Linked DNA regions of Sus scrofa: region 1 is linked to region 2. A link is a contact called in public Hi-C data. All regions are on one chromosome and are shown on one strand. Each heading gives the region's core, a stretch centred on a gene start, on an enhancer-like site or on the middle of the called end of the contact. The rest is flanking DNA. Distances are from core to core; before and after follow the strand shown.

The links. Hi-C and Micro-C count contacts between places; a contact is called where the count stands out from the background.
Region 1: a Hi-C map of fetal skeletal muscle shows a contact between it and region 2, with 2.6 times the contacts expected there. The contact joins the enhancer-like site here to the promoter of SH2D4B in region 2. A contact is called at or near these places in 7 of 47 Hi-C or Micro-C datasets (alveolar macrophages, blood, embryonic fibroblasts and 3 more) and 1 of 2 datasets of contacts at active chromatin or transcription factors (skeletal muscle).

What each region holds. Positions count from the first base shown.
Region 1 is chr14:82,501,255-82,504,340 of Sscrofa11.1, reverse strand. No RefSeq gene overlaps it. Among named protein-coding and RNA genes, the nearest start is that of SH2D4B, 120 kb to the right of the region's middle. Within about 2 kb of position 1,465, at least 12 of the 83 cell types and tissues checked have an H3K27ac peak or open chromatin away from gene starts, as enhancers often do. A contact at or near this core is called in fetal skeletal muscle, where this site is marked.
Region 2 is chr14:82,376,656-82,379,631 of Sscrofa11.1, reverse strand. It overlaps SH2D4B (SH2 domain-containing protein 4B), which reads right to left and starts at 1,578. Exons shown (of 8, transcript XM_005671149.3): 1 at 1-1,578.

The DNA of each region.
Region 1 (3,086 bases), core at 216-2,715, 120 kb before region 2:
ATATGATTCAAATTTAATGTGTACTTAATTATAGAAGTTAATGCTCACTGAGTAGTTCTAAGTATAAATATAGCTATTTATACTTATAACTATTCCAAAGGTATTGCATGCATTGCTCAATTCATCCTCACAGCATCTTGTGAGAGAGGCACTATTATTGTTCTCATTTTAGAAAGAAGGTAGTTGAGACACACAGAGGGCAAGTAACTTTCCCAAAGTCACACAGCTTGGAACCGGTAGAATCGTTAACTCAAGCTCAGGAAGGCTGACAACAGAGCCTCTACCTCTTCACCATGAGGTTTCACCACCAGGCCCCATCCTGTTCCATGGCATTGTAGTGTATCTCCAATCCTGTGGGAATAAGATAATATGGCAGAAGTCAGGCAGTACCTTCCTTCCAAGCCCTTCACAGCCCCTCTATACCCTCAGCAGGACAGTGAGAGTCAGGTGACTACAGGGATGGAGAAGAGGAAGACCGGGGCTGGGGCCCAGCTGCATGACACAAGTACAGACATGCTGGTCTGTTTATTTATTAAATACTTCCAAGCAGAGAAAAAGTCACTCCCCGGACCCCTTCCTGAGAGATACTCCTCCCTCCCCTCTCAGGATCCAACAATTAAGAGGTAACCCCTGGCCTGGTGCAAGGCCTCCAGAGGCACCCACTCATCAGACTGCTGGAGCCCAGAGAGCGGTTGCTACCGTTTATTCTGTCAGCCCCACTTTGGCCAGGTGTCAGGGTGACAAAGGAGACTGGAGCTCTCAGTGGCCTCCCAAGTGCCCAGCTGAACCTCTTTCCCTGCCCTGCCCATATGTAGCCTGACACCTGGCCAGCTGTGGTCTCTGGTTCCTGCTTTTCCAAGCGCAGGTTGATCGGTCCCTCTTGGGGAGGCGGGTGGGCACCCTGTGGCCCTCCAGCCACTAGTATGGACTGTCCCACTCCCTACTCCCAGCAGTTCTTTTTTCACCCAATTAAATCCAATTCAGCATTATTGGAAAACTTGCATGTTAGTGTTACATGACCTAGTTGAGAAAATTGTCCTGTGCTCAGTTGATGGTAATAGCTGCTTAGCTATAATAACTGTGCGTCAGACACTGTCCCTAAGTGCTCTGCGTTTATTAAGCTTAATCCTCATGTTAAACTCATGAGATAAGAACTGTTACTATAGAGAACTCTGAGCCAGAAATGTTAAGCAACTTTCCCAGGTCATACAGCAAGTCATGGAAGTGTCTGTATTTGAATCTAGCATCTGTACCTGCAACTGCTGTGCTATGGCTGACACTCCGTAGCACAAAGGGGTGAGTACCAGGACTGGAAAGACCAAGTTCTGCCCTTCCCTCATCCTTTAGACATATGAACTCAAGTCCAAATGGGCATGTTTAGGGAAATGCTTTAAATTGGTTGGTTTATCCCAAGACTTCCCACATCTCAAGGGCAGCTTCAGAGCAAATGGAATTGGCCAGCTCCTGGGCCAGGAGCCAGGGTTTTCATGGAGAATTTCCCTTTATTAGTTACTGGGGAGCCTTTCACCCTGTTCCAGAGAAATCTCCAAGCTGCTGGGGGAAAGCAGATTGTTCTGGTTGGCCCTGGAGCCTTGCCCACTGGCCTTCCCTGCCAGCAAGCCTAGGGGCCACACAGAAGCTCTCCTTCTCTCCAGCAAACCTGCAGGTAGAGGCCAGATTTTCCAAGTGATGACAAATACCCTCTTTCTCACTCCCCAGGAGAGAAGGCAGCACGCCAGCATCCTCCTAGTGCAGTGACAGCTCCTGGGGACCTGCAGTTTGGGAAGACCTCAAGCAAACATTTTTCAAGCCAGAGCCAGCTCTCCTCGGATAATCGACTAGATGGCGCCACCTGCTGGATAAATGGAAAATCTTCTCTCTGTCCACAGTGCTGCCACCCCCACTTCCTTTGACAACTTGCCCCGTCCTAGCCTACGTCCTCCACCCCGACCCTGACCAGAGAGAAGCCTTCAACAGAAAGCACGTGCCAGGAACACAGGTACGCATATCTGGATCTTCCATGGGACCAATCAGCAGGATTGTTCACGTATTTATCTACACTGCTTTCCTCTTCCTACTTCTTAGGCCTCTGACCACCATCACCACCACACCTTCACACGGCCCAGCCCCACCCCACCCCAGATCATCTTCACTTATTTATTAAGATGCAGGGCTATTTGTGAACAAATAGTGCACCTGTCCCAGGCAATCAGTGAGGTTGGGAAGGGGACCAGTGATTGTTACACATCTGTCTCAGTGAAGCCACATGCTGGACATACCGTCATGCCAGCCTGTGACAAATGCAAAACAGATGTCAGTAGATGCTCTCAGGTTCTCAAATATTACTGGATGATACCATTTCATCAGTAAAATGTGTACAGAAGAACAGAGCCCTTTTGAGATAGGGTTCTGGGCCCTTTCATTAATCTAACTACCTATGGGTTTACAAGATACGAGACTCAAATCATAGTTCCAGTAATATGATAAATTACTACATAACACTGGCTCTCAGAGTCTTAACAGAACCATAGAGGTTACATCTGAAACACCAAACTGTACTATTCACTTAATTATTTTTCTTCCTTTTCTCTTTTGCTCCTTGTTTGCCTATAAGCCTATTCTCTATTTGTTATGGGCTGGATTGTGTCCTCTCCTGCAAAAAAAAAAAAAAAAATTCATATGTTTCAGCTCTAACCCCCACTATCTTAGAATGTGAGTATGTTTAGAGACAATTAGCACTGTAAAGGCCCTAAGTTAAAATGAGGCCATTAGGGTGGGTCCTGGTCTGATATGACTGGTATCCTTGAAAGAAGAATTTGAAAACACAAAGGTAAGCCATAGACTGAAAAAAATGTTTCAAAACAAAGAGCTTATATTCCAATTAATTGAAGAACTCTTACAACTTAATATAAAGGAGAAAAAATCTAATAAAAAAATGGGCAAAAGTTTGGGACAGACATTTCCCGACAGAAGATATATAGGTAATCAATAAACACATGAAAAGATATTCAACTTCACTAGTTCTCAGAAAAATCATAATTAAAACCACAGTATGATACCACTACACACCCTCTAGAAAGATCACC
Region 2 (2,976 bases), core at 329-2,828:
TAATTCCACCCCTTGTGAGCCAACGTCAAACAGCCAGGAGCTTCCAAGCTGCTTGGCCTCACACTCTACCTGCTCCATCATTGCCAAACTTCCTCTTTTCCAGGACCTTGGGCTATTGCAGTAATGCTTCTATACTTGCCTTGGAGGAGAAAAGAGCTTTCCTGCTCTCTGTGTTATAGCCAAGGAAGAAAACAAAATGGAATCAGTAGGGACAGTAAAGGGGCTTGATCATGAAATTCAAGGACACGAAGGAAGCAGGCATCCTCTCCCTCTTCCCTATGATGAGGTTCTAAAGCTGCGCTGGCAGATGAACCCTCCATTTGGGGTCAGTCTTGGTTATCAGAAGTATCCGGAGAGCACCTCAAACAACAAAGGCAAGTGTGTCTACTCTGTCCCCTCCATGCCCTGAACGTGAAGCACCCTGGACAGAGTGGGGTGGTGCTTTCTGCTCGGAAGGAACCCACATCTCTTTGGCCATGTGGATGGGTAGGTGCTACTCATGCTGAGACCCAAAGCCTGCTCTAACAGGTGCTCAGAGCTACTCCCAGCTGCCCTCCTGCTCAGACAAGGAAACTGGGGTTCAGAGAAGGTAAGTGACTTGCTAATGGATACCCGGTCCACTGCCACCCTGCAACTCCATCCAATTTTCAAATATTATGACTCTTTTGATGGCTTGTAGCCATACCAGGAGAAAAGAAACAAACTGTGGCCTGGCTGGGCTGGTGACCTTCATGTCCCCTTCCCTCCCCACAAGGACTAAAGGTGGATCAAGCACCCAGGAGTGATGGAACCAAGGTGTGAATGGCCCCCTTCTCCCTCTTCAAGGTTGACGCAAGACAGTAAGGATTAAGCGGGTCCAGTGACCTTTAAGCCCATGGGGTCAAAAAGCAGTGCGGAGGACCAGGCTGTCCCTCCCCCAGGTCTGACTGGCTTGTCCCCATGTGACCCAGACCTTAGAGCCTCCACGCAGAGACCCCCACCTGCCCTCTTCTCTCTCCTCCCCACCCCAGACCTTTCAGCAACTCCCGCCACTCAGCATCCTGGTTCCCTCAGTTTCCTTGACCCGGACTGTGGGAACCTCCTCCTGCCCTCCCTCCGGGAAGGGCTATCTTTCTGGCCCTGATACTAGGTGGGAGCTCAGCGTCCAGAGAGGAGACAAGGAGGGGAAGGCACGAAGGGTTCTAGCCTCCCGCTGGCAGCTTCTCCCTTTGAGTTCCACAGATGCAACAAAAAGAGGGCGGAGAGAGCACAATACGGAGCCGCGGGGATAGGCAGTGAAGACGAGTCCTCTGGTTGAGCAGTGATGGTGTCATCCAGAGAGGGCGGGTGGCGGCCGGATGGGAACGACTCCACTAACGCCCGGGTTTGTGCCGCGGCGGGCGGAGAGCTCCTGGGCAATCCCAGGTCAGGGGGGCAGAGAGGCTGAACGCCGAGCGTAGCCGGCGCGCGGGCGGAATCCAATTTCCGGGAAGAAGCGCTCGGGCTGGCGCTTCTGGGAGCTGCCCCGCCCCGCCCGGCGCCACCTCTGGCCTGGCGTCTGCGGGGCCTTCTCTCTCCTGGGACAGAGGAGGTCACTCAGCCTGGCATGGGGCGCCCCCTGGCGGCCAATGGTAGGCGGAACTCCTGCAAGTGGGCGATCAGGGCTCAGGGAGCCGCGCAGTAGCCACGCGAGCCTGGACTCGCGGAGATCGGGTGCAGGAGGACCCGTTCCCTCCCCCGAGGCCATGCGGCGGGGACACGACGGCCCTCCAGGGCCCTGACCCCGGGGCAGGGGCACGCAGAGAAAAGGAGCCCGCAGAGGTTCCGGTTAAGGCAGCGCTTGGCTACTGCAGATGAGGCGAGTAAGCTGGCGGTGTTTTCGGACATGGTTTTCTGCCACCATCCAACTGGTTTTATTTTGCTTTCATTTTTCACATTAGCCTATGTGCTATGTTTAACTTTGCATGCTAACACAGTTCCTTCTGGGGGCAGAGGTATGTGCTGGCGATGTTATTACGCAAGTGACTGGAAACCACCTGAATGTCCCTGCCGGGGAGGGGCACACGGTGAGGAACAGTAACGCATGTCGCAGAGAATATGGAGTCCATCTGTCTTCTTGACCAGGGAAAATGTCCATGGCAGAAAAATGAAGAGGTGACATGCAGAATTTTGGGCACAGTGTAATCCGTTCTTTAAATTCTATGTTGGATTATTTTTGTATAGACAAAGGAAAACATAATGTGGAAAACAAACACATGGTTTGTTGCTTTCTTCTTGGAAGAGGGAGGGAGCCCACTTTAGACAATTCTGTATTGCTTCTACAATGGGTAAGATATATATAATTCATATGACAGAAATTAAATGTATTTCAGAAGCTCTGAAATGTGACCCCCAAAAATTGGCTTCTGGAAGTCAGTGCTGGTGAAGCCAGGACCCACATGCACCGCCTTGTCCACACTGACACCTGCCCCCAGAGAGGGACATGCAGACAAAGCCAGGCCTCCCTTGGCATAGGCCAGCAGCTGCAGCTCCAATTCACCCCCTAGCCTGAGAACTTCCATGTGTCACAAGTGCTGCCCTAAAAAGAAATAAATTTTAAAAGGCCAGACCTCCCTAGTCAGGAAGGCTAGAATTTTGGCAGGGATAAACCATTCTTGTGGCCAGAGGTTACTAAACTGGAGAAGGGCTTGGAGGCATTTCTCAGAGACAGAGAACAGGAGGTTGAGGGACAAGCCAGCAGACTTTGGCCAAAATCTAGGAGAGAGGTGATAAGGACTGTACCGGCATTGCCAGTGGGGACCAAGAGGGCAGAACTGGGGGACATTTCTTGATCCCAGAGCCTTCTATCAATTATCTGCTTCCTCTAAAATTGTTTTAAAACTTAAATCATGTAATTCCTCTGCTGAAAACCCTGTAGTGGCTCCCATTTTACTCAAAGCCCAAGGCCCACAGTAATCTGCCTCCCTCCCACTCCTTCAGATAGCCCCTGGCACCACC